Regions from separate parts of the Zea mays genome. Here region 1 is linked to region 2. The links are chromatin contacts, called in public Hi-C maps. All regions are on one chromosome and are shown on one strand. The core of a region is the stretch at or near the end of the contact, and the rest is flanking DNA. Distances in the headings are between cores, read along the strand shown.

What was found. Hi-C and Micro-C count contacts between places; a contact is called where the count stands out from the background.
Region 1: a Hi-C map of ear shows a contact between it and region 2, with 4 times the contacts expected there. The contact joins the promoter of LOC100277216 here to the promoter of LOC100281857 in region 2. A contact is called at or near these places in 4 of 25 Hi-C or Micro-C datasets (ear, leaf and tassel).

What each region holds. Positions count from the first base shown.
Region 1 is chr2:208,783,582-208,787,952 of Zm-B73-REFERENCE-NAM-5.0, forward strand. It overlaps LOC100277216 (protein LAZ1 homolog 2), which reads right to left and starts at 1,687. Exons shown (of 5, transcript XM_008672211.4): 1 at 1,412-1,687.
Region 2 is chr2:208,547,408-208,552,003 of Zm-B73-REFERENCE-NAM-5.0, forward strand. LOC100281857 (GTPase activating protein) reads left to right here and starts at 1,741. Exons shown (of 3, transcript NM_001154777.2): 1 at 1,741-2,004; 2 at 3,167-3,262; 3 at 3,371-3,925. The coding sequence starts at 1,888. The coding sequence ends at 3,658. It also overlaps the pseudogene LOC109944388.

The DNA.
Region 1 (4,371 bases), core at 437-2,936, 240 kb after region 2:
AATAAAAGCAGTGCCATATGATATGTGCTATATACATTTCAAGTAATTAAATATAAATCTGAATCCTGAAAATAGTTTTTTCTAGCCTCCTAGTTTATTTACTTAACTAGAGTGTGGTAAGAAGACTATTTCCTAAACAGTTGAATACTTCTGTAGGAGGCTTGATGAAGGAAACTATCTTATGCTCCTTTATTAGGGTACATGTTCAGTTACAGTAACTGAAATTCAGTTTTTTTTCAAGAGAGCAAATGGCACCATGTCTCTATTGATCACCAACTAATGACTTGGCATAATCCACACTTAACTAAAATGGAGCCAATTAAGGCACACTGTTTCATTGGTTGAAAAATAAGGAACTTGCCAATTATGTGCAGGGTGCTATAAGTTAAAAACTACTGTTTAGAGCAAGGATCTCATTCATCAGAGAATGAAAGGACTCTCAGCTAGGACATTTTCTAAATAGCTTTTTGTGAACCGCATATCACAATATCAGCATAGCCTTTCACATATGTGCAAGACAGGACACCAAAGTCATTCAACTAAGAGTATTCCACTCTTAACTGACCCACACCTCAGCTTCGTCTCAGGGTATATGGAATGGGACACTTCACCCCTGTACATGTACAAGAATATAAAAACAAAACAGACTGTGTTTTGACTTTTGAACACCTATAATTTGTGCAGCAAATTGGCAAAATTAATTATCCAAAGCCACTCGAGTAAGTAGGACATACAGCCACTGCTCGATGGGAAGATAATCAAGCAAGCAGGATTTCTGCGCCGACACAGTGGCCTGAGCACTAGACACATATGAAATAATTTAACAAATTTGCAGACCTAAGTTTTCGTTTCTTTTCTAGTAAAAAGCGCATCAGAATTTAACCTTGGACTTCTCAACAAGTAGAAAGAGATGTTACAAGTAGAAATTCACATAATATTTTCAAAATCAAGCAAGGATTGGGAACCAGGGCTACATGATACACGAATCCTAGCTGCAATCCTACATCAGACAACACATAAACATAAATAGGGGTCTTAGCATGCTATTGCATTCAGTCGTGTTGCCACAGCGATTCCTGGAACTGTTTTGTCAAATGCATTAACTCTGCAAAGTAAAGCAAACCAGAAGCCGATGGCAAAAGGTAGGTTGTTACTACTTGACAACTCAAAGCTCACGGTTCCAGTCATGTGCCTCTACGTCAATCAACAAGCCGCCCTATGAACCGAATCTCGTGACCGCAAGTCGCGAGAGCACGGCGGCTGCCGACTAGGGTCGCAGTCGCACCCGCTTTGGATCAATACCCCGGCGAGAAACCTCAGGGCGAGCAGGAGCATGGCATCCAGACCAGAAAGGCCACATGTACATGGGAAACCGGCGTCCACCGCCTGAGGTAAGCGGGAGAGCTCTCACCTTGGCTGGAGCACTGCAGCCTCCGCGCGTGGTTGTTGGAGTCGTCGCTGCCGCCGCGCCTCGGCCTCGCGAGTCGCGACGTCTGGGCCACTCGCTCGGTTCCCTCCGCCAGTCCACGTGGTCACTTGGCAAAGTCAAGGACTAATTGCAGATTTGCAGTGACGATCTGGCTGCAGGTGGAGGTGAACCCTCAGATTAACTGTCTGACGTCTGAGGCGTGCCATACTGCCATCTGGTTTCTGGTAGCATCCACCGATCCACGGCTCCGGCAGCGTCGACACACGGGCCTCGCGGTTGTTACAAAATATTACATATGTAATCAATCCAAAGGATGCGACAGTTTTGCCCAAGGGACACACCTCTTAGGATACACCCCTTCACTTATATATAAATTGTCCTGTCACTGCAATAAAGAACAACAGTTCTGTCATTTGTCTCTCTCTCAATCTCGTTACCACTGAGTATACTTCAACACGTTATCAGCACTGCTCCGAGATAAGAGAAGAAAATTTCTGCTGAAGTTCCTTGGTCGTACGAACAAGAAGACCAAGCCGAACACTACCATTAACAGGCGGTTGCAAAAGTTAATGCATCAAGACGTTGATCAAGGGCAGATCCTGCAGATCTAGATATTGTGAAAAGAACATTAAAAATGGTAGGATCATTACCCTTTTCTGAAGTGTTCTTTTGGCACTGTCGTCCTTTCAATTTCTACACAAATTGCATGAAGGACATTGCCTGGCACCCTGGCCGTGGCTTCGCGGGCTGCAGAGGCCATGAATGCTTGCCAGATCCCACCTCGCGAACTGGCAAGGCCCGCTCATGGCCAAGGCCGCGCCCGCGCAGAGGGCCACGAGCGCGCGCGCTGAAGTGGTCGCGCGCCGCCGGGATGTCCGCGTTGTTTCGCGCCCACGACAGGCAGCGCCATGGCCGTTGCGCCATGCAGGGGCCGCGCAAGGCTGCGTGCCGAGGGGCCGCGCAAGGCGGCGTGCCGAGGGGCCGCGGGGCTGCTGCGCGCACGCCATGGCCGCCCGCCAAGCCTCGCTGGGGCTGTATCCGCACCGGGACCCGCTTAGCCGGAGGCACCATGCGGCACCGCGCTCGTGCGCCGGAGTCGGGGGACTCGCCCGCGCGCGCGTCTAGACAGCGCGCCTGCGCTGCCGTGGCCGCTGCGCATGCCAAGGCCGAGCCGCCGCGCCAGCGCCCCCCGAGCCGCGCCCGCGCCGCCCGTGGAGGGCCGCGCCCGAGCCATGCACACCGTGGGGGCCTTGCCCCCGACCCGCCGGGAGACCGCGCGTTCGCGCGCCTGGGTCGTCTGCCCGCGCTGCCGCCGGGGGGGGCCGCGCGCCCACGCCCCCGCGCGCCGGGGCCTGCACCGCGCACCGCCGGGGTCGAGGCCGACCGCCTAGCCGCTGCTGGGGGGTCGCGAACCCGCGCGCCGTCGAGCACCGCCAGGGGCGCTTGCTTGCGCGCTTGTGCTGTCGGGGCCGGGGGCCTCCGCGCGGCCGGGACCTCGCCCGCGCGCGTCGGGGGTCGCGAACCCGTGCGCCGTCGAGCGCCGTCGGGGGCGCTGCGGGCCCACGCCGGGCAGCCGAACCGCCGCCGGCGGGCGCGCCTGCGCCGAGGGGCTGTGCCCGCCCTCGTCCGCCGGCCTGCGGCGAGCCGCCGAGGGTCCAAGGGCCGCACGCCGGTGCAGCCCACACCACCGCGGGGGAGGCGCGCTCGATGTCGAGCCGCTGGAGCCGCACCCGTGCGCGCCGGGGGCCGCCGCGCCTATGCCCAAGGCCGCCATGGCCATCGCTCCTGCCTGGCCTGGACCGCACGCTGCTGGGCCGCCGCGCCCGCCTGGCCGGAGCTGCGCGCCGCCAGAGCATGCGCCGCCGGGGGGCCCGCTCAGGGGGCCGTGCTTCCGGCCACCATGGCCGTGCCTAGGCCGCTCCCACGCCGCCGCCGGGGAGGCCATGGCTGCGCCTGTTGTTTGGTCGTCGCCGCAGGTCGATGTGGTGGGCGAAACCCTAACCGCCTAGGCACTGTACTGGTCGGCTGGGCCACGCTGGCCATTGTACTGGCCGGCTGGGCCGCGCCTGGCCACTGGGCTGGCCCCCTGAGCCGCCTGGGCTGTTCAGCCATATGTTTGGCTGGGCCAAATTTACTTTTTTTATTTTATTTTCTGTACATTTACAGTACAAGACTCTGTGATTGCTTGTAACGCAATTTCAAAATACTATCTAAATTCTCATATTTAGACTACTGCTAATGTTATATGTAATTATACATATTTGTCTGTTTTTATTGTGAAAATGCAGACTTATCAGTGAATTATATTTTTATTTATATTTATGATTCACATGTTTCGACTTGCTTTTGTTTTTTGCATTCTTTTATGTTTGTATGGAAAACATAGCACATTAATTAAGTCGAAACTTAACGGTCCTCATGCAACATAAGATTGCACTTTTTTGGGAAAGGCATAGGGTGATGGAGTCCTAAGCACTGGCTGCGCTAAATTCTTTATAGAATTTAGTAGCCCAGAGACCGTGCTTTAGGCCGCATTTGAAATGCCTATCACTATGAGGTCTACATCTTTCGAGATGATTACCTATACGTGCTACCCAAAAAGGTCACGGACCAAGCAGGCGTCGCGGGCTATGGAGCCAGACTGGACGCTGCAGTCATGCTGACTGCTAAAAGAATTCTTTTAATTAAGTTCTACTTAATTAAACGATGAATTCTTGCAAAATATGACACATATCTTGAACTTGGGATATTTCAACACATGATGGAGATCTAGGCTTTGGCTGCAATAAGTTCTTGGAATTTATTTGCCCTGAGACCAAGCTTTTAGACAGCAAAATGTTATTTGCCCATCAGTAAGAGGTCTACATCATATGGTTATGATGATTACCTATGTGTTCACCCAAGTAGATATGTTGGAGATGTGATGTTGGTTATTCACCTTT
Region 2 (4,596 bases), core at 491-2,990:
CAGTGGAAGGTGGTACGTGCTGTGTGGGCAAGCCACCACCACTAGTCAGCGAACTTATATGATGGGCCAACAACCAAGCAGTCAAAGCAGTTGGAACGCCATAAGCTGGAAGAATCTATTTGAAGGAATTGGTTATGAGGAATCTTGTTAAGCTAGTGAAGATAGAAAATGGCGGTGGTGGTGAATTTGTGGCTGCTCACCATAAGGTTCATGCATTTTTACAGCATGAAGCACAAGAGGCTGCTCAACTTTGTGGGTATCCATAATATCCCCTTCTTTACGAGATGGCAACAACCAGTCGTCTCTCTCTACAGAATTATACAGTTAAATATGCTGCTCTGTCCAGCTCTTTGCGAAAATTACGACCTATCTTGTCCAACTTCCAGGAACACACGTGTTTTATTGTATGTATAGAACCAAAAGAAAAACTCCCGAAACCATGCCAACCACTCGTAGACACATCTTATAGACAGTGGCGGACGCAGGACGAGAATTCATGGGGGGCCAAAAAACCACATGACAAATCAAGCAAAAGATCATAAAAACCAGCGTTGCATTGATTTCAAGTTTTATATCAATACACGATATAAATCCAAAGAAAAAATAAATAAACAAAAGAAGTAAACATGATGTTAAGTTCTTACTAGCCTAATAAAAATTGGGTGTATCTTGCCGAATATTGATCTCTTCGATGGGCAGGTGTGCCGAGAAAGGGGTGGGTCAAGGGACGTCTCTAGTTGAGAGATAGGGCTCGTTGGTTCGACAAGCTCGTTGACCTCCAAGGACGGGTCACATCATCGCGACAAACAAGATCGGACATGCCGAGGTAGCTAGCGTCATGAGAATGACGAGCGAGGCGGGGGCACCGCGAAGGGGTGGGGTTGTGTAGTGTCGCGACATAAGGAACAAGACATCGAAGCAGACTGGATCAGGCGGTGTCGATAAGAATGGGACTGGGCCATAGTCAAAATGTTCCTGGATCGATTGGATTGAGGAACGGGGTCATGGGTTGATTCTATGGGACAGGAATATTATGAATTTGATATGTTGAGTCTAATGGGCCGATGATCTCGGGTTGATTCTATGGGTCAAGGGTCGTGTTCTAAAATTTCAATAACAACCTAACACCAGTCTAATACCATCTCATTCTACCATTGAAACTTTAGGCTATCTCTATCAGATTCTCTATCTTATCCTCTATTTTAAATCTTACTCTACAAACAGTGTCATCTACAGTTCTGTATTCCCTATTTTACACTACTTGCTGGAGACAGTGTTATACAAATAGAAAACTTCAACAGACCTAAAACTTTAATTTTTCTCTATACTAACACTAAATGAATATTAGATATATAAGAGAGAGAGAAAATTGAGAGGGGGGCTATGGTCCACTTTGCCCCCCCCCCCCTCTCGGTCCGCCCCTGGTCATAGACAACGATTCTCTAGGATGCTCTGCTCGTTTGTGCGAGTCCAATAACGTTGTTATCTTCGTGCGCGTCCATGCATATCGGGAGGGCCATCCTGCCTGCCGGTGAGCTAAAGCTAAATTAGAGACGACGCCGGAGGAAATGGATGGCCCAGATAGAAGATGGGAGCCATCCATGAGACGACAGTGTCTGCGCATGCATGCGCGTAGTCGTCCGCTCCCCGCGCTTGTCGTCCAGCCTCTTGCTCTGCAGCAGACTCTTCTTGCCTCCCCAAGGAGATCTCCCGGCCTAGCTCCGTCCAGTTGGCCAAGCCGGAGCAAAAAGCTTGTGCGTCTGGCTGTCTCCGGCCGGCCGGGCTTGTCGTACGTCCTCCAATCCGTTGACGGTCAGGCCCTCTAGCTTTTGCTCGGTGTTCTGGAGACAGAGCGAGAGAGAGAGAGAGAGAGAGAGGTAGACGGAGATGGAGTGCCTGCTGGGGCTGCTCAAGGTGCGGGTGGTGCGAGGAGTGCACCTGGCAATCTGCGACCCGCTCACCCACAGCAGCGACCCCTACGTCGTCCTCCGCCACGGAAAGCAGGTAAAGTATAAACTGCATGCCACTCCAGCTTTCATAGCTTACTCTTCTATACCCCTCTCCATCTTACTGAGTCTGAATGGTATGGTATGCTCAAGTCTAAATAGTTTTTTTTTCAAAATAATTTTTTTCTAGTAATATGTTTTTCTCTTTAGCATCTACATATCACACCTATTTATATCTACGTACCTTAGTTTCCGTGTAGATATATTTTTCTTATCTAAAAAACCATTTCCACTCTCTCTCGCTCTTTCTAAATTCAATAGCACATCATCATCATTTCATTGAGTTATCGTCATAGTTAATAAATATAGAAACCATCTAGTTCCTAGGTTGGAAATACCCTTACACGGTTAGGGTCTGTTTAGAATATGGTAAAACACGTCGAAAAGAGGCACACATGAAGCTTTATTTTCTTATTAGGCTTATACTGCTGTATACTGTCCTTTGTCCTATAATGGTGCTTCTTCCGTTGAGATATAACATATATGGTTCCAAACAATAATTAAGCATTTTTACATCTCCGGCGTGAGAAGAGCTTTTTCTTAGGAAAAGCTAAAACCCAACAAAATATCTCCAAATAAAATCTCCTTAAAAATTAAACATCTTCCTAGCTAATTTGGTCTTTTTGCCACGGAAAAAGGAAAAAAAAAGGTTCTCCAATAATTTTGCAAAATATCTCCTAAAATATAGGTGTTTGATAAATCTATCTACCCCTCAGCTTCCATATCAGTTTCTTCAAGCTCGATCTTCCCAACCTTCAGATGAACCATAAAGCCAAGAGAAATCATGATCATAATAAAAGAGCTTGCTCTACCAATGAGTAAATAATCTGTAGTAGCTTTATTAAACCCTAGATCTCTCGTGGTATGTCATGACAATAGGTAGAAACATAAGTTGAAACATTCTGTAGCTAGAAAGACGGTCATTGAAGATACTATACTATAGCCATTTGTTTACCTTAGAGTAGTTATTAGTATGAATAACATAAACTCTACTATAGCCATTTTCACTTTCCAACTGTCCTCACTCCAAAAGATTAAAAAAATATATAAGTTTCAATATAGGATCGTTGAAATGAGAACTTAAAGAGAATTGTTTTGCATCTGAGTCCTCTTTTAATTGCTAACGATATGGACAACCTGTTTTCATATATACTGCACAGAAAGTGAAATCAAGTATAAAATACCGCACGATCAACCCAGAATGGAACGAGGAGCTCACCCTGTCCATCACGAACATGATGAACCCGGTCAAGATTGTAAGTTCATCATCTCCATGATCTGATCCCAAAAATGCAGCGGCAACCTTGCGCTTCGACTGACAGTGTGAGCTCTTCCTCGTTTCTGGCGCGCGCGTCGACTGACAGGGACTCTTCGACCACGACACGTTCACCAAGGACGACAGCATGGGCAACGCCGAGTTCTGCATCCTCAACTTCGTGGAGATCGCGAAGCAGGACCTGAGCGACGTCCCCGACGGCACGGTGATAAAGACGATCCGCCCGGAGAAGGGCAGCTGCCTCGCCACCGAGAGCCACATCACGTGGAAGGACGGCAAGGTCTCCCAGGACATGGTGCTCAAGCTCAGGGACACCGAGACCGGAGAGCTCGTCCTGCACCTCACCTGGGTCAACATCCCAGGCGTCGCGATGTGAATCCCCTGCTGCATGAGGCGGCGACGCCTGCCCAGCTGGTTTTACTACACTAAATATATACGATTATACGATATGAAGTCTGTAAATGTGGCTCCGTACGTTTACCAGGTATTGGCAAACAAGGAGACCCTTGCATGCGTGTCTTGCTTGTTTGCAGTTAGCTTAGCTCACGCTACTGGGACTGGGAGCAATGCCTGTGCTCAGCTTTTGCTTCTGCGGGGAAATGCATTTGTTCTCAACATCTGTGAAGCTATTCCATACTGCAGCTATGTGCCGTCTTGATCAGCTTCCCACAAGGACAAAGCCGTTTATCAGTAGACCACCATGTAAGAACTTCAGACCACCGAGTACAAAACTGACAATAAGCATGCTTGAACCGTGTAAAATATCAATAAACTGGCTGGAACACGACCAGAAGGACGATTGGCATTCAGATTACTGCATAGCAGAAATTCTTAGGTTTTGTGGAAGGGAAAGATGAATGTAAAATATCAATCTAAAACAGAGTAACTAGTGCACTCACAGTATCTGTAACGATGTCAGCTCGCCTAGGCTCTCTGGAATAGATCCATTAAGCTCATTGTATGACAGATCCCTCCCTACGAGGAAAGTTAAAAAAAATATTTATCTGATCTAAGTGATAAGCAGCCTGAAAGATCCCTACAAATATTAAGTATCAAGGACATTGGCAACTTTAATTTTTTTTTAAGGAAATGGCAGGAGCTCTGCCTAATCATTAAAAGGAGATAGTTCAGATAATACACTGTACAGGTCCGAGGACCGAGATAAGATAGACTAGCAAACACAACGTGAGGAGCGCTCCCAACAGACCCACACAAATCCGCGAAACCACTGCAGCAACCCTAATACTGAAGGAACATGGCTCTCTTGAAAGTGCACACGTCCTCTTTAATCTTCAAGACTAATTGGATAGGGGT